7 separate regions of the Mus musculus genome follow, and all the other regions are linked to region 4. Evidence: chromatin contacts called from public Hi-C, HiCAR-type, HiChIP or PLAC-seq and promoter capture Hi-C data. All regions are on one chromosome and are shown on one strand. Each heading gives the region's core, a stretch centred on a gene start, on an enhancer-like site or on the middle of the called end of the contact. The rest is flanking DNA. Distances are from core to core; before and after follow the strand shown.

The links. Promoter capture Hi-C pulls out the DNA fragments that hold promoters and counts their contacts. Hi-C and Micro-C count contacts between places; a contact is called where the count stands out from the background. HiCAR-type assays count read pairs that join an accessible place to other places. HiChIP or PLAC-seq counts read pairs in DNA pulled down with a chosen protein or histone mark.
Region 1: a contact with region 4 is called in a promoter capture Hi-C map of hippocampal neurons, with 7 times the contacts expected there. The contact joins the enhancer-like site here to the promoter of Cdh11 in region 4. A contact is called at or near these places in 8 of 39 promoter capture datasets (the 3T3-L1 cell line, 3T3-L1-derived adipocytes, hippocampal neurons and 3 more), 2 of 484 Hi-C or Micro-C datasets (both in uterus), 8 of 115 datasets of contacts at active chromatin or transcription factors (the NIH/3T3 cell line, craniofacial prominence, embryonic forebrain and 5 more) and 1 of 9 other capture datasets (embryonic stem cells).
Region 2: an H3K4me3 HiChIP or PLAC-seq map of craniofacial prominence shows a contact between it and region 4, with 6 times the contacts expected there. The contact joins the enhancer-like site here to the promoter of Cdh11 in region 4. A contact is called at or near these places in 1 of 39 promoter capture datasets (hippocampal neurons), 1 of 484 Hi-C or Micro-C datasets (muscle stem cells) and 8 of 115 datasets of contacts at active chromatin or transcription factors (SST interneurons, craniofacial prominence, embryonic forebrain and 5 more).
Region 3: an H3K4me3 HiChIP or PLAC-seq map of embryonic limb bud shows a contact between it and region 4, with 6 times the contacts expected there. The contact joins the enhancer-like site here to the promoter of Cdh11 in region 4. A contact is called at or near these places in 4 of 39 promoter capture datasets (the 3T3-L1 cell line, hippocampal neurons, liver and 1 more) and 6 of 115 datasets of contacts at active chromatin or transcription factors (embryonic forebrain, embryonic limb bud, embryonic stem cells and 3 more).
Region 5: a contact with region 4 is called in a promoter capture Hi-C map of hippocampal neurons, with 3 times the contacts expected there. The contact joins the enhancer-like site here to the promoter of Cdh11 in region 4. A contact is called at or near these places in 3 of 39 promoter capture datasets (embryonic stem cells, hippocampal neurons and liver), 1 of 484 Hi-C or Micro-C datasets (cerebral cortex) and 2 of 115 datasets of contacts at active chromatin or transcription factors (embryonic stem cells and neural progenitor cells).
Region 6: a HiCAR-type map of fibro-adipogenic progenitors shows a contact between it and region 4, with 7 times the contacts expected there. The contact joins the enhancer-like site here to the promoter of Cdh11 in region 4. A contact is called at or near these places in 4 of 39 promoter capture datasets (the 3T3-L1 cell line, frontonasal cranial neural crest, hippocampal neurons and 1 more), 8 of 484 Hi-C or Micro-C datasets (3T3-L1-derived adipocytes, cranial neural crest, nephron progenitors and 1 more), 12 of 115 datasets of contacts at active chromatin or transcription factors (SST interneurons, VIP interneurons, craniofacial prominence and 9 more) and 2 of 9 other capture datasets (adipose tissue and embryonic stem cells).
Region 7: a Hi-C map of embryonic fibroblasts shows a contact between it and region 4, with 4 times the contacts expected there. The contact joins the enhancer-like site here to the promoter of Cdh11 in region 4. A contact is called at or near these places in 8 of 39 promoter capture datasets (the 3T3-L1 cell line, embryonic stem cells, hippocampal neurons and 3 more), 6 of 484 Hi-C or Micro-C datasets (cerebral cortex, cortical neurons, embryonic fibroblasts and 3 more) and 10 of 115 datasets of contacts at active chromatin or transcription factors (the NIH/3T3 cell line, SST interneurons, craniofacial prominence and 7 more).

What each region holds. Positions count from the first base shown.
Region 1 is chr8:103,549,541-103,553,601 of GRCm38.p6, forward strand. No RefSeq gene overlaps it. Among named protein-coding and RNA genes, the nearest start is that of Gm32642, 20 kb to the right of the region's middle. Within about 2 kb of position 2,686, at least 7 of the 459 cell types and tissues checked have an H3K27ac peak or open chromatin away from gene starts, as enhancers often do. A contact at or near this core is called in hippocampal neurons, where this site is marked.
Region 2 is chr8:103,622,443-103,626,411 of GRCm38.p6, forward strand. The region is part of intron 1 of 4933400L20Rik (RIKEN cDNA 4933400L20 gene); the gene reads left to right. Among named protein-coding and RNA genes, the nearest start is that of 4933400L20Rik, 21 kb to the left of the region's middle. Within about 2 kb of position 1,534, at least 34 of the 459 cell types and tissues checked have an H3K27ac peak or open chromatin away from gene starts, as enhancers often do. A contact at or near this core is called in craniofacial prominence and muscle stem cells, where this site is marked.
Region 3 is chr8:103,692,879-103,697,019 of GRCm38.p6, forward strand. No RefSeq gene overlaps it. Among named protein-coding and RNA genes, the nearest start is that of Gm39235, 28 kb to the right of the region's middle. Within about 2 kb of position 1,618, at least 10 of the 459 cell types and tissues checked have an H3K27ac peak or open chromatin away from gene starts, as enhancers often do. A contact at or near this core is called in embryonic limb bud and second pharyngeal arch cranial neural crest, where this site is marked.
Region 4 is chr8:102,783,672-102,787,529 of GRCm38.p6, forward strand. Cdh11 (cadherin 11) reads right to left here and starts at 1,440. Exons shown (of 13, transcript NM_009866.5): 1 at 1,225-1,440.
Region 5 is chr8:101,801,779-101,805,387 of GRCm38.p6, forward strand. No RefSeq gene overlaps it. Among named protein-coding and RNA genes, the nearest start is that of Gm46070, 20 kb to the left of the region's middle. Within about 2 kb of position 1,268, at least 6 of the 459 cell types and tissues checked have an H3K27ac peak or open chromatin away from gene starts, as enhancers often do. A contact at or near this core is called in hippocampal neurons, where this site is marked.
Region 6 is chr8:103,491,096-103,494,954 of GRCm38.p6, forward strand. No RefSeq gene overlaps it. Among named protein-coding and RNA genes, the nearest start is that of Gm32642, 79 kb to the right of the region's middle. Within about 2 kb of position 2,281, at least 31 of the 459 cell types and tissues checked have an H3K27ac peak or open chromatin away from gene starts, as enhancers often do. A contact at or near this core is called in 3T3-L1-derived adipocytes, VIP interneurons, adipose tissue and 1 more, where this site is marked.
Region 7 is chr8:103,740,124-103,743,857 of GRCm38.p6, forward strand. No RefSeq gene overlaps it. Among named protein-coding and RNA genes, the nearest start is that of Gm39235, 19 kb to the left of the region's middle. Within about 2 kb of position 1,473, at least 20 of the 459 cell types and tissues checked have an H3K27ac peak or open chromatin away from gene starts, as enhancers often do. A contact at or near this core is called in the NIH/3T3 cell line, SST interneurons, cerebral cortex and 3 more, where this site is marked.

The sequences.
Region 1 (4,061 bases), core at 1,436-3,935, 770 kb after region 4:
GACGTCTATGCAGCCAAGAAGGTATGAATCAGTCTTTAAAGAGTAATTTCTCTCATCCATGCTACAATGTGGATTAACTTTGGAGTAAAATGAGACTACATCTAAAAAGACAAAGGCTGTATGAGTTCTCCAACTAAGTGTAAGAACAGAATTCACAGAGGCAGGTAACAGAGCAGCAGTTACTAGAACTGTGAACAGTTCCCATTCAGTGGGTGCAGATTTTCAGCTGAGAAGAAGAAAGGGGTTGGAAGAGAACAATAATGGTTGCATAACAAGATGGCTGTATTTAAGACCACTGAGCGTTAAAAATCTCTTTTTAAGTAGTTAAAATGTTCATGTTTATGTCTGTACATCTTATTCTAATTTAAACTCTTCTGAGATGATAAATACAATGTGGCCTTCCTTGAGGTGATGTCTATGCCCAGTGCTGTAGGCATGATGAGCTTTATTGGCAAACATGGAACCTGAGGCATTGTACACAAGACCATGTACCAAAGCTAGTCATCGATTAAACTCTGGACTGGACCCTGATCTTCTGGTTCCAAACTTAAAAGACTCCATTTTGATGACATCAGGGTGGATGATGACAGCATTCTGCCTAATTCCCAAGGAAGTCTTTGGGGCAATATCAGCGTATCATCTTCAAAGGAAAGGAGTCTAGTGAGAAAATCTCTCTCTCTCTCTCTCTCTCTCTCTCTCTCTCTCTCTCTCTCTCTCTCTCTCTCTCTCCCTCTCTCTCTCTCTCTCTCTCTTCCCACCCTCAGCCAGGAAATTTCCATGTGATCAGACCAAGGATGGGTTCCCAATTTGCATTTAGCAAGACAAATAAGATATTCCTTTTCCTAAATATTAAACGTTGATGAAGCAGGGAAATCATTCATTCAGAGCACCATGCATTAGCAACCAGAGGCAGAAAAAGTCCATAGAGAATGTCCTTTGGAGGCAGCCTTCCAATCTGTAGAACTTTCCTCCAACTCAGGGACCAATGGCAAGTTAGATGGATGCCCCAACGGACATCTTCAGTGGGCTGGTGAATGAGGTGACTTTCCAGAAGCACAAGCCCAGGAGGTTCCACTCCTGCCTCTGTGATTGCAGCCTGCTCTGAGCCAGCTGGGAGACCTGAGATTCAGCAACATCTGGCTGTGCAGCCGTGCACGGTGGGCAACAAGTAACCAGTCTTGCTCACATGCACAGTCATGATGAGTGGGGAAAACAAATCCCTGTTGCTGCCGGCTTCTTAGGAAAGGGAGAAGTCCCTCCTGCCTCCCCCCACAGAGTCACAGCAATGTCTGGAAGAATGAGAAATCAGAGCTGCAGAAAAGGAAACGTGTAATGTCAGCAGGGAAGCCGTATAGGGATCCATCGGTGGGAAGCGCATCACCCTGAGCCCATCCTCCTGGATGAATTCACTAAATCTTCAAGGATGTCCGACAGCCCTGTTTGTTGTGCCCCATGAAACCATGCCCATCTTTTTATCACAGTTCTCTCTACCTGTTTCCCTCCATCCACCTGAGTGTACCTTCCATACCTCCCCCATCCCCAAATCCCCAGCACACTATCAGTGATATACGCTTACTGTTCCAGTGTTGGACTGTGAACGGGGCATTTGCAGACATCTGCCTACCGAATGTTAGTTAGCCTTAAGCTTTACATGAATGAAGGAGCTCATGTAAGGTCACAAAATTGGAGAGGCGTAGAAAAGGAAGGGAATTCAGGTCTTCTAAACGTGCAAGAATCCCCTCTTATTTTAGAGGCCAGGCTTTGGCATCTAATTGAATGTCAGCTGCGGCATTTGCTAACCATATGAGTTGGAGGATTTTTCTCTGTGGTTTTTGTATCCTTCTTGTTCTACAAATGGACAAAGTTCATCAGCATTTCTGAGTGGTTGCTAGGATGCAAGGTGGTAGTGATCCTGGAGGTGGAAGAAGGAGACATCTATATAAAGGATCCAGACTATAGGTCAGGTTTGGCTGATAAAAGGACTGTTATAAGCACAAAGTTCTGGTGTTTATAGGCACATGCATCTGACTCTGAATCCTTGCCTGTGTTGTATGATTTTTCTGTGGAAGACGTGAAGAAGCCTCTGGTGATCCCCCATGTAAACTCTGATGCCAGATCAAAGAAGCAGTGCCAGCCAAATAAGACCTACTGAGCGACTAAGCTTACTGTGGTTGCCTACAAGGGGTCACGCAAAGGCAGCTGGATCATCAAAATGCCCACCACAGGGCGGATGACGACTCATGAAAGCTGTGTCCACTTGAGTTTCCCGTAGCTTGCAGGTTTGCAGGCCCCTTCATGAAAGGTTCTCTTCTCTCTCAGGCATCACGTATTACGCATGCAACTCTGGGAAAACCCCTTGTGAATCTTCTAAGATTCGAAAACGTCCGGAATCTCCCGAGCTCCTGTCTTCCTGCCAAGAGAGAATGTTTCCATTTGCAGGAGGTGGCTGCACAAGAAAAGAGCCTTTCTGTTGTTGAAAACTCTCTCTGCTTCTTGCTCTGTGTAATCTCCATGACACACATTCCCTTTTTATCTACAAAGAGCAGACATGAAGTCAGATTTCAAGTCTTCCAGCAGGCGGTGTGGTGTCCAAAGAGATTCACGGACTCTTGGTGTATCCCGTGGACTCAGGGAGAAAAAGGCACAGCACCTCTGGGAAACCTGGCCCTGAGCAGGTGTGTGGCACAAATGGTATGAAAGTGAAAGTAAATGGATAGTTGGCATATGGCTGTATTTTTATGGAGACAGGTGGCTGGGCTGTTGGGTCTCCATTTACCAAACCTTTTAAGGGGAAGTTCTGGAACGGAGGCCAGAGCCTAATTGGGATTTCATTGGATGCATCCAGTCTCTTTTGGCTGTCTCCCTCTGCTGACATAGTCACAGAAGCCAAGTTCCCAGGTCCTGTAAGCTTAAGCAAAGACAGGTCAATGGCTGTCTTCTCAATTATTCAACTATAGTTGTCCAGGAATGGTCATTTTCCTTCTTGAAAGTAAGTTTTCCATAGATTCTCCATACTTGCCAGTTTATCTGGAAAGCTTCAAGTTTACCTATAGTCCCTTCCCAATTGGACAGGAGTTCTGACAGAAGCCAGAGTTGTGGGGTCCCCTGGAATGACCTTGGATAAGGGATGACACTTAGAAGGATACCTTTGAAGAGAGATGACACTTCTGGGTTAGGTATAAAAGCATAATTTCTTCAGTTTCATGGTCCCTGGCACTCTGAACATGAGAGGCAGGCTTCTTGACTGAAAGTACTCAAGTCCAGAAGAAGTCGTGATGATTAAGGGAAACTTCTTAGCAGCGTAACAGAGGGCCAGTTACATGGAAAGATAGGGGTTTACCAAGTCACACATGCACACACAATTGGGTACAAAAAATAATCCAATACTCTGAAAAATGGTAGGAACAGAGGGGGGGCATGTTGTTGGGCAGAACCCCATAGGTGCTCTAGTAGACATTATGAGTTGGAGGAGGCAAGGCTATGTTAGTCAGGTCCCTGTATTTCACTGTCAAGCTTGAACTGCTGTTTTGTTTTGCCCTTGTTCATGAAACGGGCTCTTGCTACAGCATACAGGCCTGCCTCAAACTAGCAACCTCTACGTGTACTTCGTGGGTACTTGGATAACAGGTAGATGCCACTCCACACCTGTTCTTGGGTTTTGTTCAAAATTAATAACTACCTAAATATATTGGAGGCCAATCATGACATGACTGGCCTCTGCCAGCCTGACAAGACCTTTGGTTTATCGTCAGGGCAAGAAGTCCAGAGAAAGCAATAGAGGGACCAGCATTGCTATGGAGTACAAGTCTTCCCCATGCAAATGTGCCCTGTGCTGTTAATGCCTTATTATCCTTATGTAGATAAATGTTCCCTGATCAAATGATCTAAAATATCTCACCTTACAGCCTATCACACAGTTTCACACTATTTCTCTCTACTCAAGGGAACTCTATCTCTCATGCTCTTTCCTAAAGAATGTATTCCAGCCGTGCATTCATCAGCCTCCTTGACTAGTCCTTTAGTTCCTTTAAGTCTGTTCATGGACCTCCATCCTGTAGGTC
Region 2 (3,969 bases), core at 284-2,783, 840 kb after region 4:
AGGTTCCGCCATGTCTCTGAGCCTAAGGCTCTGTATTCCTTGACATAACTGTTCCCATGTCAAACTATACACACCCACTCAGAGCATTACTTAACTCTGGCTTCCTGTGGTCCCCACACTAAGCCATCTTCCCCAAGCCATATCCTGAGTACTCAATTCATTTTTGCTAGAGTTGAACATATTTTGTTAACTCTGAATGGTAAGAGTAGCCAATCTTGGAATTACTAAAATATATTATATCCCATTTGACCTTCATACTTTTATACATATTATACTCTTTGCCTGGGGTTTATTTCTTCTTTTTTGAGCAGTTTGCTAATTCTTCCTGTAGAGAGAATATCTTGTGTATTGTATGGATGCATCACCTGTCAATTGAAAAGCCAATGGCCTATGGCTTAAGCGGGAAATGGGAGGTGGAACACCCAGGAGGCAGGAAGGGTTCTGGGATAGAGCCAGTCTTTGGATAATCCTCCCAGGAGATGTGAGCATGGTACCTGAGCATAGGTAACCACCCATGTGTCAAAAGGTAGGGGAAAATAATTGGTATATTTTAGTTATGATCTAGTCAGATCATAACTAATTGTATGGCTAAGGTATTATAGATATATTTTATAGATATATATAAGGTATTATAGATAAACTTTGAGTTTTAGTTTTATTTTGGGGAGCATGGGGCTGAGAAGAAGAATCAAGCTTCTTCCATCTTCCCAACTTCTACATCTTCCCAAGACTGAGCTGTCCCTACATTTATAAGTGTAACTGATCATGCCGACCCTATTCCTACCTCACAAAACAGGCAGCACTAGGCATCCATCCATCCATCCATCCATCCATCCATCCATCCATCCATCCTTGTCACTAGTCAACAGCTGCTTAATAACATCAAGGCCTTTCTGGGATCCTTGACAAAGCTGCCTGGGCTCTGAAGGTGTGGCTGCTAGCCCTCCAGGTTAGCCTTGTCTGTTGCTTGAATGTCCCAGCAAGGGCATAGATCCTTCATTCTTTTAGCCACAGAGTACACAGTAGGTACTCAACAAATATTTGCTATGGATAGGGTACTTACATACACCCAACCTCAAGTTAATAGAGCAGTGCTTTGTACAGATCTTTCCTTTTAGGTCTGGGATTCCCTTCTGATCTGGGTTAGAAAGATCGGACAACCTCCTGTCACTCCTCCTTTGTGAGCACGACCTATGGCCTCTGCATCCCCAGGGCGTGGGGTAAGGAATTTAACCCAACAACTCAGCAATGAATTGAGGAAAGAGATGGCATGTTTTAAGGTTTTCATTCTACTAAGTTTCTTTTGTTGTGATTATTTTTCTACTTTTCTCTTCCTCTTCTTCTTGTTTTAATTCTTAACTTCCTTCCAAACAGGAGACATCAAAAGGAACAGTAAATAGGAAGCACAGAGCTTTTTTTTAACTACTGAGACTCTCTGCCCTTGCAGGAGCATTCAAGCAACAGACAAGGCTAACCTGGAGGGCCAGCGGCCCCACCTTCAGAGCCCAGGCAGCTCTGCCAAGGATCCCAGAAAGGCCTGTAGGCAGGGTTGCCATGGTGACAGAGCTGTCACAAGTCCAGGGTCTTGCTGGGTAAGCACAAATGGATAGCTTGCTGGATCCCTCTTTTCATTTGAAAATTACCACTAATTTGCAATTAGTTGGGGGAAAATTAGAGATAGAGGAAAGGGAATTGCTCCTTTCAGCAAACAACCGCAACCATGGAAAATTGACTTTTCTCCTGAGTCATGATGGAGAGGAAGGAACAGCTGCTACTGAAGAGAGCACAGGCTTCAGGCTTGGGAGGCACTGGGTCCTGGTCTTCTCTGGTGTCCTGACTAGGTGACCTTGGGAAAGCCTCTAGAGCTCCCTGGCTTTGCTTTTCTCTGCCTGTGAACCACATGTAAAAACATTTACCTGCATGACTGATGGGAACGTTCACAAATATAAGAGAAGCAGAGTGTTTAAGTACCCAAGTTCATGGTAACTGTTACCACCATACACGAGGCTTACATTCATTCTCTTGTCTGCCCTCTGTACTTTACCATCTCCTTTGCTTAACTAATTAATTCACTCCCATTAATATTTATTTATCTCCTCTCTGTTTAAGTATCTTCTAGAAACTACAACCTGTCACTCACAGGCTTACGAGCAGCTCTCTGTGAGACCTAACAATATATGCCTACAGCCTCATAGGATCCTCTAACTCGATATCTTCTATAGGGCTATCCCCATCAGTACCTTCTCTGCAACCTGCCAACTGGCCTCTTGCTCCTTATTTGAGAAGGTAAGGCTCCCAAAGCCTAAAATACAGAGCAATATCAAAGGTGGGGGGGACTGCAGAAACAACACAACCCAAGCTCAGCTAAATCCAGAAGCCTCTGGGCTCTCTTAGTAATCTACTTCAGAGGTTTCATTCCCAGGATCCTCTGGTAGGATGGGCACCTAGGGGCTGCTTGTAGAGAATGCACTGAAAGAACAAGCACTGCTACCCTTAGTTTTCCCAGGAAACCATCCATTCTGACAGAAGAGTTCTTTACTCCTTGTCTTAGAGTTCACCCATCCTTCCTCCCTCAAGGATTCACTTGCAGTGTATGTTAAGATTGAGTCCCATACATGCTTGCTCTTCCTGTGTTCCCATTTCACCCCAAATCAAAGGGGAGAGCCAAGAATAAATAAAGAGGACATAGGTAACATAAAATTTCAGTCCAGTCTCTTCTTCCCTCATCTACTAGGCTTTGTAGCATCCAAGTCCTGCCTCTCGTTATCCATTTTGACCTCAAACACGTTACTGCTTGGTGCTTCAGTTTATTTATTTGCAAAGAGGAAAAAATGAGTAATTATGACTTGATATTTCTATGATAAATCCCTGCTGTTTAAATCTGAATCACAAGGCCAAGAGTAAACAACTGTGCTTTTTGGCAGAGAGCAGGACACGAACTGTGAAGGGCAGCAGGAGCTTGACAATGGTGAGGACAGGAAAGTAAAGAAAGCTCTTAAGCTGACACAAGACAGACAAAAATGCCATAAGGAAACACGGACCACCATGCTATGTAAAGGCATTGGCAGTCCAACAGAGATGGCTAGTGGCATTTCCAGATCACCGTCCATTTAGAAGGGATGGTGCTGACTAATGAAGAATTATCCACTTCCACTGTAAGCCACGAACAATTGTATGTTCTATCACCCAGCATCCTGGCCAGATTCCTCCTGGCTCACCCCCAGATTCCCAAAAGACTTTTCACCCAGAGAACAGAGCACTTGGGAAAGAGATGGTTAATTAGGATGCAAAGCTGGATGGTTAATTAAGTCCCTGGCCAATACCAAGATGAGCTCCTAACCTAATGATGTATTTCTTTTCTGTGGTATGAGGAAGGCAAGGGAGGAGAAAGGCAGAGCGGTCAGGATGAGCATGTTCTAACAGCTGTTCTGCTGTGAGGTCACTGGAGAACTGATCTTACCCTTCTGAATGCCATTTGCCTCTTTGTCCCAAAATATTTACAGGACATGTCTAGAATAGCCACAGGCAGCCTTCCACCTCTGACATCCTTGATGATGGATACTGACCATTGTCAGTGCCAGTGATATGGATGATGCTTTATCTTTATCATGAGAGCAGATCGCGTTTTTCAAACATTAGTTCTACCAAATGAAGGGACTTACCATGCATTATTTCATTTCATCCTTGAGATAATTGACAGAGCATTCCTATTGTCACTGGATTGACAGACAGGGTAAGCCAAGCTGAGGATTAAATAGTTTGCCAATGGTTATAACCCTTCTACAATGCCCAAACTAAAATGTGAATCTAGTACCCACCCAGAGCTCCCATTCTTTAGCCAATTCCACATATCTTCTCTACTCTGGGCCATTCAATGAATCTGCGAACTCCTAAATTGCTTTGGAGCAGCATTCTACAGTAATCATTTAATAGCATCACAGATTAGAGGCATGACAAATCCTAGTTTAG
Region 3 (4,141 bases), core at 368-2,867, 910 kb after region 4:
GACTAGAACGCGGGTCTTGCATGGCAAGCACTTTACTGACTGAAGAAGCACCTCCCTAAAAAAGAGAGATTGTAACCAACATGGCTGCGTTCTCTGGAAGCACTGGCCATGTGAAGCCTTGTGTGGAGGCAGGGAGAAATGGCGGCTGAGGTGAGGTGAATTCACTGGCCGAGTGTCATGCCCTCAGCCACATGCCGACGTCTCAGATGCTCTATAAAAACTGTGCTTCACCAACCCTGGCTTAGGCTCGCTTGGTACACTGAGGGGACAGCCGTGATTCTTCTACAGTTGAATTCACAGAACTCTCTTCCTCTCTGCCATCACAATATTAGAGAAAATGAGTACCCAAGTCCCCAGGACTCGCAGTCCCCAAATGAAATATGTATCCCATCTCTGACTTGAGCCGGGTGAAAACTTCTTCAAAGCTGACCATGCACTGTACCTCATGACTTGAGCCTTCTGTTGATAAACACAAACAGTATGTTGAATACACAGAGATGCATACACTTAAAAATGTTAATTCTCATGGGAAAGCTAAAATAAATAAATAAATAACCAACATTAGCCTGGCCTGGTTGGCTTTCCACATATGGTAATTCTCCAGCAGCCAAGTGCATGGTGTTAGTGTGTCCAAGACATTGTCTCACGCAAGGCTGACATCTATAGAGGAGGCCAGATGGGCTTCTCCCATAGTGAAGGATGAATATTTACTTGATCGGCTTCCTAGGGATGTCAGCTCTAGGGCGACTAGAACGGCTTCTTCAGTCCAGCCAGAACCAGAAGAAACCTAGGAGCCGACACAAGCAGCAGAGCGGTTTCCTGAAAATGGGTGCACTTGTCCGTGTCCATTCCCTCCTTAGCACACCCAGTGCATCCTGAACACAGCACAGAAGCCAAGCAGGATTGGGTCTGGTCAGTACCTGGATGGGAACATAGACAAACTCACACTAGGTATAACCTGCATGTATGTATTAAATATTCAACGACTTTGAATCTTTTCTCTTCGACAGACTAGCCCCCAGCTTATGTCCATGGATGTCTGTGGTCTGTATTGCTCTTCCCGATCTGCTGCTCAGTCCAACTCTTGGTGCACAGTGTGTGCTCAGTAACGTTTTCTTGGCCAATTCAACCCATCAAACAAGTGAAGAAGGAGGGAGCTATCTGTTGTGTAGGTAGTTTTTTTAGTTATATCCCCCCGCCATTATGGTCAAAGATGGTCATTCTTAATTTTGTGAAGTCGGCAGGGTATTTGAAGAGTGGATGAATCTTGAGTTAAAGTCTGTATTAACTGGTACAGCAGAATCATCTGGGGGCTCTGGGAGGCACCGTGTCCGATTCCCCACTGCAGCTGCTCTATGGTGAGACTCAGGCTTTATTAGTCTTTAAAGGATTTGCAGGTGATTCCTACAGTGGCCAGGATCATGGTCCTATAGCAATGATTCTGTGTGTGCCCCCCCCCACTCCCCAGAACAGCCTCAGCATCATCTGGGTGCATGCCAGACATGTCTCTGCACATGTACCAGAGGCAAAACACAGGGGTTGTGTGGACGCTACACAGCTCTGCAGGTGAGTCTGTGAGCAAGCCAGTAATGAAAGCCATATGCTGTTCCCTGTGCGACTGCAGCCCAGCATGGGAAAGATGAGGCAGGATCCCCTCCTTCAGCTCAGAGCTTGGGATACAGAATGGAGCCTGCAGGAGCTGAAGCAGCCCCAGGGTATGTGTCGCTGCTTCCTGTTCTAAAAATTGCTACATCTGTACATGCAACTGCTAATAAAAATGTCTGCGCCGTGGGCTTGAGGGCTTTATTAATCACTGCCTCGGTGCTCCAGATCACCCCTTGGCAGAAGGAGCGCATGCTCACCAAGGGCAGGCTAGCAATCTGGCTCAACAGTTTTCCTGCATCCCTACTCTAGGCCAATGGGGATGTCCCTCCCTGTCTCAGGCCCACACAGACTCTATTTGAACTTCCCCAGAGCCAGCCTATTGAAGGGACCTGACCTGAAGGTCTGACCTTCTTGGCCTCAAGGACATCTTGGGGACACCAGGAGAAAGGGGAAAATTCCTTTAGAAATGCCAAAGTGAAAAGCAGAGGCAACAAAAGGAGAAGACCATAGGATCCCAACAGACATAGGGTGAGCAGGAAGCAGGGGCACAGAGCTTCAGTGTCAGGCAGACCTGGAGTAAAACGAATTAGACAACCTTAAACATGCCCCGTGTTTGAGGTTCAGGTTGTATATCTACACAGCTTCTACACAGCTAATGGGAGTTACCATGGACTATCAGAAAGTAGTTGGTAGTCTATCAGAATATTAGACATTGTGTGTTGGTTATCCTAGGATGCTGGGGTAAGGATGGGGGGAAGGGAGGAAAGGAATGAGAAGGAGAAGAGAAGTAAGAGAAGAGAAGAGAAGAGAAGAGAAGAGAAGAGAAGAGAAGAGAAGAGAAGAGAAGAGAAGAGAAAGACCACACACACGCACACACACACACACACACACACACACACTTTGTTATAAAGAAGAAAAGGCACAGTTCTCTGTCTCTTGAGACACCCAGTGTGGTGCTCTGAAAACCCCAATGTGGCTGGCCAGTCTTATGGGACACTGATATTTGAAGACTATAGTCAAATGATAGAGGCTTTTGACTGGCAAAAGGATAAAGAAAGGAGAGAGAGACAGACAGGGGATAAAATGATGGCATGACAATGGCAGTTAGAATGACAGTTTACATTTATGCAGGATGCCCATGCAGCATGAGCATGCACAAAACTTCCTGAGGTCATTCTTCCTCAAAGATGCTGAGTGAGGAGGTTTCCAGACAGTAGTAAAACAAAAGTCAAGACCTGACCAAGAATGGCAGAGCTGGACTCTCTCACAGGACTGTATGGGAATTGTTCCTCCATGTCCCCTCTTCACTCTCTCACTAAAGACAAGCCTTCTGTGCTCCTGTCTTCTGAGGAGATGCTGGCAGGAACACCCACCTGCTGGTCCTAAGACACATGGTCGATCGACAGAAGGTGAAGCTTGATGGTGGCTGTAGTGAAAAGACAGTTAAGGATGGTGATGAGGATGTGTTGTGGGGTGCTCCTATTCACCTTCAAAGCCACAACCCTTGGTCTTTAACCACACAGACATTCACATAGCTGCCATCTCTCTCTGCTCCTGCACCCACCTCCCTCAGTGTGCTTTCTCTCCTTAATCCATTTCCAACCTGCTCTGGCGTGGGGCCCTAAATGTATGCACAACACCAACTAGAGCTATCCCTCAAGTTCATCCCATGGCTGTCACCAAGGGATACTGAGTCCACTGAGCTTTCAGCACACGAACTGATTCCTTGCAGTTTCTGGCCAAGCAGCCAATCTTTACCTGTACTTTCTAGAAGGAACTGAGCATGGCAAAACGGTCAGCCGTAATCATTCATGTCAGCCTCGTGCAGAATCTGCTATTTCCAGAGAAGGATTTGGCTCCTCTCTTGTGTTCCCTGAAGGTGATCCCTTTGTGCTGTGATTTCAGCCTCTAGTGTCTGAGCCTGCACTATAGAATAAAGGAAGGGAGTAGGGTCAACTCCATGGTTCAATCTTCCATCTACAGGCTCTCAATAGCTAGACCCATTCTGAAAGCCACAGTTCCACACGAAGCCCTCTCCAGTAAGGACAGCTTCTTCTAGGTTCCAGTAACCTTTGCTAGTTTCACTTTCTGAAGCCTCTCCAGAGCAGTAGCTCCAGTTTGTTTGTTTGTTTGTTCGTTCATTTGTGCTTGGTTTCAAACTGTCCACCATCCCTCAGTTTTCCTTTCGCCAACCCATCATCCAGCTGTCATACATAGTTCATTTTTTAACCTTCCTTCTGTTCCCCTATTAGAGGTACCACGCTTCCTTCTGAGTAGGAGGCTCCTTTGAGTTGGTAAAGGTTTGCCATCATTTAAAAGCACATCCATCTAGACATCTACAGACAAATCTTCAGAGACATCTCTGTGCTGTCTTCTTACACAGTACCTAGCTCTCTGCATCAGGGTAAGCTTACTAGTAAGTTATTTAAATATATACAAATACAAAGCCAGCTCAGCTATCCTCATGAGTCGGGTTTTAAAAATCTGATTTTGAAGACCAAACAACGGACTTCAAACCAAGTAATGCTTCGATGAC
Region 4 (3,858 bases), core at 190-2,689:
TGCAGAAACGGCACCGTTAAATAATTAGAAGATGCAATTTCTTCATAGCAGTGCGATAGCCCGTGAAATTCCTGCTGCATTATTAACAAAAAGCAACAGGGCTTCTTCGAACATCTAGCGAACCTTTCACCCGCTGAAGGCAGGAGTGCGGAGCCCGGGTGAAATCCGGGCCTTGGCAAGAGAGAGAATAGGAAGCCTCCTGGGTCCCACTTTCTCCGGGGACCAGGAGCGAAAAGACCCTGCCAAGGCTAGGCTGGGTTGCGAGGGGAATTGGATGCTCCCGCAGCCTCCAGCTTCCCGCTGCTCCTTGCTCTCAGCACATCCCGGCTGGGAGGCCAAGCACAGGGAGGGAGGCCGATTGTGAGGAAACAGTGGAGGCTTGGAGCGCTCCGAGAGGAGGCGCAGGCTTTCCGGGAAGGTTTGATTCTCAAAGTTAACATTGACCCTAGAAAGCTTCCTCCAGTCCAAGCCCGAGTCTAGTCTGAGTCTGAGCCGCTCACAGAGCATTCCCTGCATCACTGGGAGGTTAGGATAGGTGACTGAAGTCCCCGAAAAGGCGGGGGCTGGAGGGGCTAGCTCACACCGCAACCCCCAGCCTCTGAGCCGCAGTCCACAGCCCCCGACCCACACTATCAAAGTGCGGCCAATCCAATCGCCGCTCCCTCCCGGCCGCCGGCTATCTTCTGGGCTTCGACCGCACTCTCTACACAGGCACCGGGTCTAGGGGAGCTCTTTAGGAAGGCGCGGGAGGATCCCCTCTAGGAACCCCGCAGAGAGCGATCTTGTCTGGGGAACAGGCGCAGCGCGGGCGGGCACCGCACAGGGGTCGACTTTCCCTAGAGACATCACGGGAGCAGTCTGCGTGTCCAGAGCTCCGCTCTGCAGTTCCTTGCCCCAACCCAAAGCAATCCCCCTGTGCTGAAGCCTTGGTGCAACAGCCCCTCACCCCGGGGGGGGGGCAACAATCAAAGAACCGGGGAGCGCACATCTGGCGCCTCAAACCCCTGCTCTGCCTGCGTCCACAGCAGGCTGCCTCCCTTTTCTCTGATTTTTAACCTCACCCCCCCCCCAAAAAAAAGCCCTTCTGCTTTGCTTTACTGATCTCCATCAGCCAGCAACCTCCCCCTTCCGCAACAGTCTCTTTCAGAAGCAATTCTTTCCCCTTTCTGCCTACTCCGAGAAGCCCCATCTAGATAGGGTCTAGAGCCGAGCAGAGCGCCTCACCTGGGGCCGTTGCGGGTGGACACGACCTCCTGGCCGGCTGTCCCTGGCACGGGGCGAGCGCAGCGGTGTCAGCCCGGGCCCCGGTCCGAGTCCCATTCACAAGTCGGCGGCGGCTGCGAGCGGCCCCCGCGGCATCTGCTCCTCGGCCCGCGACGCTCCCCTCAGCTGGCGGCGGCCGCGGAATGAGCCGCGGAGCGCGCTAGTGGCAGGAATGAGAAACCGGGGGGAGGTGGCGGGCAGGCGGGCGGGTGAGGGGGGAGGAGGAGGGAGGCCGACGCTGGGAGGGAAAGGGGGGCGGAGAGGAACCGAGGCTGCTAGACGCCGAGAATTGGGCCTGGAGGAGGCGATGGATGCCTACCCTGTCGGCGCTCCTCCCCCCCTGGGGCCCCGAGAGATGCCAAACCCAGGAATAGGTGGCCTGGCCGCCCCTCCTGCCCTGGGTCGCAGCGCTCCGTCTCCTGTGGGGGCTCAGACACAGTCTGGAGCGACTGAAGTTGGGCTCCGGGGATACACAGCCAATCAGGAAGGACGACGGAGGGAAGCTGGAGAGGGCTTGAGAGCCCCCATTTTCCTCTTTTCCTGAAATCCGCTCCAGCTGGACAAGCTAGGGCCTCAACCGGCCCGCCGGAGGATGGATTGGATGGAAGGCATTGCCCAAGTAGGGGAGGCAATCCGGAATTAGGGAGCGCATTCTAGGCTTTATCAGTTAGCACTCTGAAAATATCTCCACGTTGACCACTCCTGCCCAGTGCCCTCTCCCACGAACCTTCAGCATCCCGGTATCTATCCTTTGAGAAATCCGCTTGCGGGGAAATCGGTGAAGACACTAGACAGGGGCATTCGGACTTGAGAAGAATAGAGTTTTTCCTCAATGTTGTTCTACCCTACATGCAAAGCCTTCTTTAGGGTCAGCCCCACCAGGACAGAGTCTCTAGCTTCTGTTCCAGCCAATTACAAGCAACACCCCCATCCGGCAGTTTCACTTGTTGCCTCCCAGAATGGACACCACAGAGCCCCTCAAGGCCCCAAAGAGAATGCCATTCGACCAGAGGATGGGCCTACGTGAAGAATACCCGCACCCTGACTCAGCCCCCTGTTTATATCTTTCTCACGAGAACCCAGCAAAGGATACCCCAACCTGATTCCTGTCCACTTTACAGTGTCTGGGCAGAAGAACTGGATCTTCAAAAAAAAAAAAAAAAAGCGCCAGGGACTGGGCGGGGCGGGGCGCTCTTCCTACCTAGAGCAGCGTGGGGACCCGCACCGTGACTGGGAACTAAGGATCCATGCTTCAGTGGGGACCTTGGATTAGGACAAGTTTCCAGTCTGGAAGATGTTAGAAAGAGCAGAAGTAGAGTTTCCAATGGGCGAAGGATAAAAAGGGATTTTTTGAGGAAAGTCGCGGTGGCTTGGGAGTGGCGACCTCAGGAAAAGAACAATAAAATGACAAGGGACAAAAGCTGGACTATGCAGCAGAAGCAGGAAGACCTAAAGGGGGAGTTTAACAGGAATCAGAAGTTAAAAAAAGAAAAGAGGCCACCAATGGAAGAGAGCGCCAGGACCCAAAGCGCATGGGAAGGGCACTTGAGAACCCAGGGAGAACAAATGGTGGCTGAATCCCACCACCAAAGCACTTAGCCACCAGTCCTGGGGACCCGGAACTCTCACAGATCAACGGTCCCCGTCGGGCTCCTGGAAATGAGATCAGGAACCAAGGCGCAGACAAGACCGCTGGAATATCTGCCCTGTGCTTGCGTTTTCCGCAGCATCTCCAGGTCCCTGTGACACTGGGTGCCGCCCCTACCCCCCACCCACAGTAACCATACTGTTGGAAAGGAAGCGCCTGTCACTCCGTGTGGACGTGGCCTTTAAACTGCCCACTCTTTTGGGGAAAGGGGGCGCTAAGCTTTCAGCTACCCACTTCACTCATCTCCCAGCTTCCCTCTTCCCTCATTCCGGATCGTGCCCAAAGTTCCAGGCCTCCCACCGCCACCGCCACAACACACGCCGCCGCTGGTAGCAGCTGCTGGGCGCCGGAGGGGTGTGGGGGGAAGACTAGCAAGCAGGGGGGGGGGGGAGGTGGTGGTGGGGGGAATCCGGTACTTGTCTGGAGACTGCTAGCTGAGCTTTCTACCTGCTCATCTTGGTGCAGGGACCTAAGCCCCTTCTACCACCATTGGGTTAGGTTTTCTCTTTCTTCTTGATTTCTTTGGCTCTGTCCTTTCATCTGAAGTCGGATCTAAGCCCTAAAACTTTGGGCACGTTCCAAACCACCACCGGAAGTCCCCACTGTAAAAGAACAGAGGGGCTGCTACCTAATCATTCCCACATAACAAGTGAAGTTACAGGGAGGGAGGAACGAACGGAAAGTGTCCCACTAACCCTGGCATTTATGACAGCTCCTGGATTTTCCAATCTTTACCGCGCTGCATGAAGGGAACGAGCAAAACCTACAGCTAACATCCATGTAACCTCTTGCTGGAGCCTGCAGTGAGGAGAGCACCGTGGAGGATAGGCTCATGGACTCCAGTTCGAGGTGTAGCCCAGTCTGAGCCTGTTTACTTGTGATGGGACTTGAGCTGGGCATCGCGTTTGCTTTCTGTCCAGAGTTCACTAAGTGACATTACTTGTTCT
Region 5 (3,609 bases), core at 18-2,517, 980 kb before region 4:
CTTCTTTGGCTCACATAGCAAGACAGACATTTGTAACTGAGGGTATCGTTGTGAATTCAATAGCTTGCTTTGGAAATCTAGCCATAGAAAGTAATGTCACACATAAACAACAGTTTATCGTTCTATATTCATCTGAGTGCTTTCTTGAGCTTTCTGCATTTTAGTAGCCACAAAGTAGCATGTTGAGAATTGTCCCCTAAACAGGGAAATGAGCAATTCTAAACCAGGAAAGGAGTTTTTCCTCTAGCTGAGCATTCTAGAAGAATCAGGACTATAGCATAACACCCCCATGTCACACCCCTGCCGATGAAATCGGGTGCTTTAAAATATAAAGATTCTGTTCTTCCTTGGGAAAAAACAATGTTTAAATTTTCCAGCTGACATGTTATAGTGTTTTATTTCATGTCGCGTTGTTTCAGCCATGGCAAATGATGGGAAGCTTCAATGCTAACATGGTACAAAACCTGCCGCTCCTACTGAGTTATCTCACTGAGACATATCAGCTTGAAAACATATGTGGGCTGCAGTCACCATTCTGAAGAGCGGAAATAATGTTCATGGGTCCCAGAGATAACAATGTTCATAATTCATTTCTGATGGACAGACAAGCTATCACCGCATAATAGTAACACTACGTTCTCATTTTAATAAAATTAAGACAATAGAGAGATTTGTTTTACATCAATAGATAGATAAAAGTGAAATAGTCATGTATAACCTGGAAATCATAAGCAATCAGTTCTGGCAATAAGATAAAAGAGCTGTGAAATTTAACTTATAACTTAGATACTAGATTTGAATAATCACAATATATATGACATAAGATATATGATATTATATTCTTGGTCTCCCAAAAATAAAGCTAACTTCATATCATTAAATTGCTTACAAGCTTGTTTCTCATTTAGGGGGAAGGTATTTCCTGGAGATATGTTTCCTTGCGTGCTTTGAATTAAGAATTAGAAAATAAAAACATATTTTTATAAATACTACACTATTTTACATCTTCATTACCTCTGACTTCAAGTTTTATAGTGATTGTAAAAAACTGCTTTCTCTGAAACTTAGTTCCTTCTAACACTTTCAAACATTACAGCCAAGTTTTTATTATCTTTAAGGATAGCTCCAATCATTCACTTCTCTACTCAGAAACTTCAACTGGAATAATTTCCACTTTCAAATGCCATCTGAGTAGCCAAGATGTGCTAGCTCAGCCTCTCCAAATTTCCCAATGAAATAATTAGAAACCCAAAAAAATTTCCAAACTCTTTTCCCAGGCAGTCAGAGAGCTGTGTGAGGATTGTGAAAGCAGAGCAGATACCAACACAGCTTATCTCATAAGGAACCCTCGGCAGCCTGTGATGGAGGTAGTTTCAGAAAACTAGAGATTCTAGTGAAACATTACTACCAAAGCACTTTAAATTGGGTGGGGGTAAGCAGTCACTAAATATAGGACACAATTCATGGCAGGCTTACAGGGACAGCCATTAAAAAAAGAACAGTTCTGGTTAGAAAAAAAAATCGCTGAAATACTCCTATGTAAAATTTAGCCTGTTTATAAATATCATGGATGCTTATTTTAGAAGCAAGGATAAATCTGAAGGGGATGTGCAAATGGGAAGAAAAACAGTAATGAGCATAAAGTTATTACTCTTGAAAGGATTTTCCAACAACTGGAAGTAGATTGAGGAATTACCAACATGCATTTGCTCTGCAAGTCACAGAAGACCACCACTCAGAAATATAATCAGTTCTTTGATCTCTTAACTGGCATATCTCTCCCTGGTTCGGAAACGATGCATTAATCATCCAGCTATCTTTTCTTGATCACAGCATATGTATCCTTGAGACAAGCATTAGACCTGTTCCTTCTTATCCACAATCAGGATTCATTTACAACCTCTGCTTTCAGGCAAGAACATGGAGAAAACAGTTGGAAAGGAAAGAACTGCTATAGGAATTGCCCATAAGCTGGCTGGCTGGCAAGAAGCCTAACAGTAGGCAAGTGTGCATAGACTATTGTTAGATATGCTATCTTTTAGCTGGGGTAAAGGCCTGAATTTTGGGGATATGCTATCTCTCTTCTGTCTAGCAGATCTATAATAAACAAAAGAGGACTGTCCTGGAGAAGAGTGTCCATTTATAACAGCCAACTCCCAGAAAATCTAAGCAAATTCCAAACTGGCTGGCTGGCAAACTCCAATTCAAAGGCCTCTAGTTTGGGTGCCAAAAAGTGAAATAAAACTCAAAATATTATCGACTGTGCTGACTAATTTTATGTCAGTTAGATGCGGGCTAGAATCATCACAGAGGAGGGAACCCAAATTATGAAAAGGCCTCCAGGAGATTGGCCTCCAGGCAAGTCTGTTAAGCATTTGTGTGTGTGTGTGTTTGTGTGTGTGTGTGTGTGTGTGTGTGTGTGTGAGAGAGAGAGAGAGAGAGAGAGAGAGAGAGAGAGAGAGAGAGAGAGAGAGGAGAGAAGAGAGAGAGAGAGAGAGAGGAGAGAAGAGAGAGAGAGAGAGAGAGAGAGAGAGAGAGAGAGAGAGGAAGGAAGAGGGAGAGAGAAGAAGAGGAAGAGAAAGAGGAACAGGAAGAGGAACAGGAAGGGAAAGGGAGAGGGAGAGAAGGAGAGAGATATGGTAGGGCCCATCCCATTATGGGTAGAATCATTCCTGGTCTGGATATCCTTGGTTCTATAAGAAGACAAACTGAGCAAGCCATGGGGAGCAATCTAACAAGCAGAACCCCTCCATGCCCTTTGCATTGGCTCCTGCCTCTAAGCTTCTGCCTTGCTTGAGTTTCTGCCCTGACAATGGCCTGTTACCTGGAAGTGTAAGGTAAAATAAACCTTCCTCTTCGCGTTGCTTTGGTTATGGTGTTTCATCACAGCAATAGTGAAACTAAGACCTTTACCTTCATGTCTCTTTAGAAATGTATTGTAGAACAAGGGAAATATGTAACTCTCTCTTGGCATCCAGAGGCTACTGGTCCCAAGGATCCATACAGATACCAAAATCCAAGAATGTACATGTCTAGTAAAATGGTCAACTTTTTCTATATCCCCTTTGTATATAATGCTGTAACATTAAACAATGACAGGTTATGTAGAAGTAAATGTGGCTATCAGTTGAATCTGCAGAAGCAGAACCAGAGTACAGGAAGGCTTAAATGTACTTTAAGAGCATTCAAAAAATTCTCTTTTTAAAGATGAGGCAATAGCATGAAATATGAGTCATTAAAAATCAGAGTCATACAAAAATGCCTATGCTAGAATTCCAATGATATTGATGTTAGCTCCTGTCTATTACAAGATGAGGGAGAAGAACACAGTTGCATTTGAGTCAGACGAAGTACACACTAAATAATTCTTACATATGAATTCTTGTATACTTCTCCCTCCATATTTTCATGTTCTATGAAATATAAGGATGGTTTAGAATTCATGAAGAAAATAAATAGAACAAACATATAACTGTTTCCTATGGGTTAATTAAACAGACTGCTTCTCCTTCACAGTCAAGGCCTTCCCATACTGTGATTTAATTGTCTTTCTGGTATTATCTTCATTACTGTCTTACAAACGTGCCAAGCTGCAATTTTCACTTAAAA
Region 6 (3,859 bases), core at 1,031-3,530, 710 kb after region 4:
TCACTGAGCCAACCTAGCATCTGCCAGCATAGCTAGGGCTGCTGATGCTGAATCAGGTGATGGAGCAATCCAATGAGAAAGAGACAATGCCACATCTGGGTACTTGAGAGCCAATGGGATGCTGGGTATAAAGGTTTGCCCAGTTCCTGCAATGAAAGAGCCTGCTTCTGCCACTTGCCCGACTCTCAGATTTTGTGCTGTCCAGTTGACTCTGCATCTTCTTACCCCCACCCCTCCAAGGGTCTTGATCTGGGTCGCAAGCAACACAATGTCTAGATGCTTCCTAAAATCTGGTTCATACTCAGTGAAAGGCAGAAGAAGAAACCTGCAGTTTGAGATTTTTAATTCTTCGGGCAGCTAAAGGCATTGGGAGGTTAAAGATACAAACCAAAGATAACGGTCAGGCCTGGTTTGAATAATATAGAAGAGCCCCCAGGACCTGGACTCCTGACTGTGAAAGTACAGAGAGGAACCTCTCTGGAGTGTGAAAGATTGATTGTTGGTCTCTTGGGGCTATCAGGTAGATTAAGAGGGAACCCTGCATATGGAAGTTAGCATGCAGAAAGTTACAGAGCTACTCCTTCTGCTGCAATGAGCCTTAACACACCATGGGGAAAGCGGGCAGGTGACAGAAAGCCTGGGCAGAAACATAACAAAAACCTTTCAGGGTCAGAGATGGTTTCTACACTGGGTCAACACTGAAATCCTACTCACACCAGTAACGAAGCCTTCCTATCCAGACCATCTGGGCACTGCCTTATACCAGAGCCACTCCTGAGTCAGGCAACTGAAAAAACAAAAAACAAAACAAAAAATAATAAACAAAACAAAACAAAACACCAACCAACCACCAACAATAACAATAAAACCACATCAAAACCATATCTGGTAAATGACCCACATCCTGTTCCTGGAGGTCTTTTGTCAAATTATGATCCTGCATTTACTTTTGCTGTTACACATCTAAGTACTTTCATTTTCAATCCTGTTTATTTGTTTTAAAAAGTGTGTGTGTGTGTGTATATGTGTATGGAGGCGTTCAATCTTAAAACACAATTCCTATATAATTCTAATCGTCCCTCCTCCCTTGCCTCCCACTACAGGACTGAACCTGCCCATCTGGGTCCTGAGAGTCGCATGAATTAGAGAAAACCGAGTGAAAACAAGAAGTATTTATTTCCCCTAATAACCTTAGTGGGATGGATTTCCCAAGGTCATTTAAAAGGGAAGGAGATATAGATGGTTCACATGTTTCTGTAAGATAGCTCAAGTTCTCAGAGTCTTTAGTAAGCACATAAACATCCTGTATAAGCTGACTGTAAACCATCAGTTCTGGAAGGCTCACCATATGCCATAGCTGAGCCTCTGCTAAACTTGGATCCCCTCATTCCATCTAACAGACATTCCAGGACCAGGCTTATACGGAACATGGCTTCAGAAATGCTAGTAGGGCAGAAAGTACTACCTACTCTAGGACAAATCCATGCTTGTCATGTAACATAGCTTTATGGATAAAAATGTAAATCTTAATCATATCGAATTGGTACTAGTTTTTCTTTCTTACCTTTATTTTCTATAATTTCTTAAAGTACTATTTTAATATCACCCTTTAAATTTATGAGTCAGTGCTGTGAAAATTCCTCCCAAGCCCCTAACCTTGTCTCTTAAAAGTATAAACTTTGACATTTTCCATTTAGGACTTTCAAGACACTTCATTAAGTGTGTTTTGCTTTTAAAGCATGGTTTCAGTGTTTGCCAGCTCTGGTTGTTGCTGGGAAGCAGGTGACAGTGCCCCCATGCATTGATGATACTGTACAGTGTTTGCCACATGATGGGCACCCCATAAATAGTGGTTAAAATTAGCCTCTTGCTTTGGGATTGGCAAGCACAGGCAGGAGCCCCGTGTCAGTTGCTTCCAGAGCTGATGACTTCCAGAAGTTGCTGCTCCATGCAGATTCAGAAAATTTATACCTTCCTGGCTCCTTGGAGCCTCTGAAAGCAAACAACCGTGCAAAAGATATGTATATCTCCCCTTTAAGGGATCTTAAGGTTCGTTCCCAAGGAGTCCCTTTGCCTGCCAGAGGCCAAAGTGCATTCCTCAGAGTAATGCCAAGAGAAATAACTCTGCTCAAGAGAGCAACATTTGCACAGGAAGGAGAAGCAAGAAGGTCTCCACATCCCACAGGCAAGAGCTATCTGTTCCGTCGGCCGGTTCCCTCTATCCAGTTCCAGCCAAGCTTGGAAAGCTCCTCATGGGTTTCCATCATGGTCAAATTACTCATTTACAAAAAGTGCTGCTGCAGATGGGTAAGTCCCTACAAAACTGTGCCAGGGACTCTTTAGGGCAGATCCTGCTACTTGGCATGAAGAAGCCCTGATTACTGCAGCATTGAGGGGTGTCGGGCTTGCCAGAGGCCTGCTTTTAATGAACTTTACCATCCAAAGTTGGCCCAGAGAATACGAGTCAGATTTTGCCAATCAATTGGAATTGATTATGTCTCAAAATGTGGGCCTTAGCTTGCAGGAAACATAGACAAAACACACCCAACTTTTGAGGGTTGGTTTGATTTTTTTTTTTTTTTCAGAGAAAAAGGAGCTCCTTCCAGTCTGAGAGAATGACGGAACATGTTCCCAGAACATTGTGTGGACATAGTTTTCTTAAGGGAACTTGGGTGGGTAAAGAAAGCTTCGGAGCCTTAGAGCTCAGATAATCCCTGGTGTATTTTTCATATATTTATTCTTATTCATCTACCTACCTATCAGAGCTTAACAATTCCCACTGTGAGTTTCTTAGCACCCAGTGGTAGAAACTCTGACTGGCACGTGGTTGGATTCCAGGCACTCCAATAAATAAATAAATAACCCCTACTGATAGTTGATAGTAATTCAAGTTTGAGGCTATGGGATGTCAAAGATGAGACAGCCTCTGTCCAAGGAAGGGAACCAAGCTTCTGACAGATGAAAGCTCTTCCTGGAAGGGTAGAAAAGGGAGGCTTAAGACTAGGCTGGGTTCCGAAGGATAAAGTTGTATTCTCTCAGGAGGAAAGGGAAGGGAGTAACATTCTTGACCTTCCCCATTAACCCTTGGATACATCCACTTCTTTAACGGGATATCAAATGCCTCCTTTGACTTCATTGCTTGAAAGGAAATCTTCTCAGACTTGGCTCTGGGTGGGCACCTGGCCCTGATCATGATACCCATGTCATAGCCTACACATCCCTTGGTATCGTCAATGACCCTTGCCTGTATGATCTTACCAAGGGAACAGAGCACAGTACTGAAAGCCTATTTCCACAGTCTTGGTCTTTAGATAGCAATAACACTATCTCAAGTGCACAGCAAGTGCTTACCAAGTGCTCTCTGAATGCAGCGAGCAAGAATGGATAGAGTGACAAAGGGGTGTCCCTGGAAGAAATTGGTATTGGGGTACACAAGAATGGCATCCACTAAGAACCCTATTATGGATGATGGCCACTGTGGCTCTCACATGCACCATGGGAGGTGGCAGCAGAAGGAAGTTGGTCCCTGGAGAGAAAAGGCCTGGAAATCAAGGGAGTTCAGCCCACAGATCTAAGCTTCTTGCCCCTCAGTTTCCATGACTTTCCAATGTGCCACTTTGGGAATGATAGCAACATCAATGTTTCTGGGCTCAGTGGACCTCATGCAGGGCTGTGTGTGTGGTGTGTGGTGTGTGGTGTGTAGGGGGTGGGGCTTGGTTAATGGCCAACCACAGATCTGAAAGCTCTCTTCTGATGTCCATATCTGAGATGTCAGGCAGCAGCTACCATGGGGCTTAGAGATCACAGCACAGCTGTCCTAAGCTAGGGATGGTTATGGGCCTGGCAGGGAGAGCTGAGT
Region 7 (3,734 bases), core at 223-2,722, 960 kb after region 4:
AGAATGAAGACTGAGCAATGTTGAGACAAGATGCCAATGCTCAGGGCAGGAACAGAACAGAACTGAGATTAGTGTGGTCCCCTGGTAATGACCCTGCACAATTCCCATTTCACTTCCAGGAGAGAGCAAAGACCAATGCAGTTAAGTACTGACTCCCCTGTGGCTTCCTGAACTTCAAAACTCACATTCCTAGATTGGTACCGGTCATACTCATACTATCCAAGGTGCTGCAGTGGGGCAGGTGGCCAGAGCACGTCCACAATGATCTTTAGACTGTCATGGCCATGAGCAGTGGTCTCATGAGCCACGGACCAGAGCCCAGAACTCTAGACTAACCAACAAAGCAAGTAGCTATTAGAGTGTCATTGCTTTCCTTTGCTACAATAAAACCAACATGTGACCCAAAGCATGCTGAGGAAGAAAAAGTCTACCTCAACTTTATAGGTCTATCATTGAGGAAAGTCAAGGTCAGAAGTTAGGAAGGAATCATGGGAGAAATCAGGCTTGTTCTCTCAAGCTTGCTCAGCTCTTTTTTTAATACAGCCTAGGCCCACTCTAGGACTGTGCCACTCACAGTTAGCTGGACTTTTCACATCAATTGGATACCAAAAACATGGACTACAGATCCATCTAATGGAAGCAACTCTTCTCGGGTGGGTCATGATGATAACCAAGGTGAGTCACCAAGCAGAGATCCTGCTGGGGAGGTCCTGCCGGAGGATTCCAGGGTTCCAAGCTACTCAGAGCCCCAGGATTTTTCTAAGATACCCACCACCAGCTCACTGTGTTCCCTTGGGGTCTGCTCACTTCAGCCCAGGGAAACCTCACTGACACCCAGCACGGATTCTCTCAGTCTACCCTAGGCGTGAGCTCCTTCTGTTTCCTATAGGGCCCATGTTTATGAAAATAAAAATCCACAACGCAAACAGATGTCTACAAGTGGAGTGGGTATCTGCAGAGGGAACATAGGTTAGTATTTCAGAATCTTCCCATCACCCTCCCACAAAATCACAGGACCTCAGCAGCTAGCAACAATTCATCTAGTGTTCCGGAGAAATGGGAACTTTTTAGGATAAAGGTCCTAATTTTTCTTTTCCTTTAGATTCTAAAGGTCTGTATGAGTTTTCTCTTTCTTAAACATTTTTTTTTATCCCCAGAGATCCAAGAAGTCAAAATGGAGCCTGAACCAGACAAAGTCTCTGATTAAAAGGTACCCCCCAGAGGAGGAGGAGAAAAGAAGCTTTTTAAGAAAATAAAAATAGAAAAAGCAATACCAAAGGCATGGGCTTTTTTGCCACTAAGAATAGCAGCAGCCAGCTCCCTGCACTCTGAGCCCATCTTCTGAGGCTCATTGTGGAGGGAGCTAGAATCCATTTTCTGTTTCAATTGACGTTAATTTCATCCCAGCATATTTCAGGCCTCTCATCACAAGATGATTCATTGCTGCGTGTAAGCGAGTACAATCAGCTCAAATATTTGTAGTCTTCATGCAATTGCTGTAAGAAAACAGGGGACTGCGTGCCACACATCGCTCCCTGCTCCCCTCCCTCCCAGCCGGGCCCAACTCAGGACTGAGGTGTTGAGCTTCAGAGACACACAGGGCTGCTGCTTCTCCTCCGCTGGATAAGACTCACACAGAGCATCCATCCGGAGAGACCACCAGCTGCTGCCAAGAGACTACTTCCACAAAGAGGGCGATGCTCTTGAGAGTCTGGCCAGCAATGCTTGCAAGGAAATAAATGTTGGCAGACCTTGTCCTCCCACCTCCCATCTTCCAGCCCCTGTATCAAAAACAAACAAACAAACAAACAAACCTCTCAGCACATTCATTTTCCCAGTGGTTATCTTAGCATCCAAGACCTGCATGGAAGCAGGTACTCTTAGCTTCACAGCAATTGTGGAAACCAGCGTAAGCTCCAGCGTCAGTGACAGATCTGCCTCAGAAGAATAAGGTAGAGTGTGATAGAGTCAGACACTTGACATTCTCCTTTGGTCTCTACTTATGTGTGCATATAAGCACATGGCATGAAAACACATCCATCATCATCATCATCATCAAAAGGAGGTCTAGAGTGTTTTTTCCATCAACACAATTGTGTGCACTGATCCAGAAAGTTTAAACTCCTTGCCCACAGAAAAAAAACCTCATCTGACTCTAAAAATGACCATCACACAAAGGATAGGTCAGTCCAAGGAGGAAAGGGTACACATGATTCTCTCACATCAGTGGTGGTGTGTTCTGTATATCCACATGTACAAAGTGCTCGGACAGAGACAAGAGGGCAGAGTTTGAAATGGAGGCTGCTGTTATTTACACAGAGAGATGGCTTTAGAGAACACACCTGTAATTACAGACACTCTTACAGCCTAGCAGCAGGAAATAGGAGAAACCCCAGAGCTACGGCCCAACCGCTTCCAGGGAATGTGTTAACTGCAGCTCTGACCTTGCCCTTTCCTGGATTTTCTGTCATACTTTTTACAGCCAAGGAATGGCAGGGAGTTTCTTCCCCTCGAAGACCAAGGAAATCTGCTTTTGAAACTAATAAAGAGCTATTTCCTCCAAGCAGCAGGAAGAAAATGTAAAAGAGAGGAATTATCTCAATTACACGTGAGACACTGGAAATGCACAAGACAAACCTCCATTGGCTCTAAACGTTATTTCTCCTCAAGAAAGTGAAATATGATAACTTTCCCTTCCCTAGACCAAAGGCATCTGATATGGATGTTCCACGTTCACATCAATATACCCCGCAGGATATTTGAAAGTTCTGATTTCATCTTTAATTTCCCCCGCAACAAGGTGAGTGTCTGATGATACTATTGCAAGAAGAGAAGGTTCAGTTCTAAAGCCAAGAGTTGTAACCCCATACATATTTACTCGCCTTTCCATGAGTTCTGGAAAGGGGAAATGGTTAAAACCACGCTCAGCCTCTTGGCATTTAACACCACTGGTCTTTCTATTAAGCACTTCCAAAGATAAAGCCCCAAGATGTAAAGACTTAGAACAATACTGTTTAACACAGACTACACTAACTGTCTCCTCTCATGCATCTTTTGGCTGCACCCACAGCTACTACTGCCCTGCATTGTTTTTTTTAGAAACACTGATCATGACTTGAAGAAGCAGTCAAATTTCAAAGCTTTGAAGAGACTAGCGAACTACTGGAAAATTCTTCTTATAAACTGGGTTTGTCTACTATTGACCTTGATCAAATTGGACTATTGATCCAATTTATACCCCTAAGTCCAAAGTAACATTCCAAAAGTTAAATCTGGCCATATGCCTAACAGATGGTTCATGTACTCAAAAGGCAGCTAAGTTAAGAGCAGATGTGATGGACAATCTCATGCTTATATCTAACATCCCACCTCAAAGACATATTGAGATGTCACCCTGCTTTTCCATATTTGGACTTTCTCCATAGTTCCTGCTAACTCAAAGGATAGATGCAACCCCAAAGTTGTTGTCTGTGAAGTTAACATCCAACCACTGAAGGGTGTCCCTGGCTTCACCCTTCAGTGTGACAATTCTGGCCTGTGTTCTGTACAATTCATTAAAAGACCTTCAGCAGGACTCAGATCTGATACTTAGCGATTCCAAAGCACATTCTGCCTTTCCTGTCCTTCCTTCCTGCCTTGGATGACTTCTCTGTGCCCCATCTGTTGCCTAGAATCATCATCCAAACAAACCGCATGCATCCTGGTTATCCCATGAGCTCTGCTTTCAAAGAAAC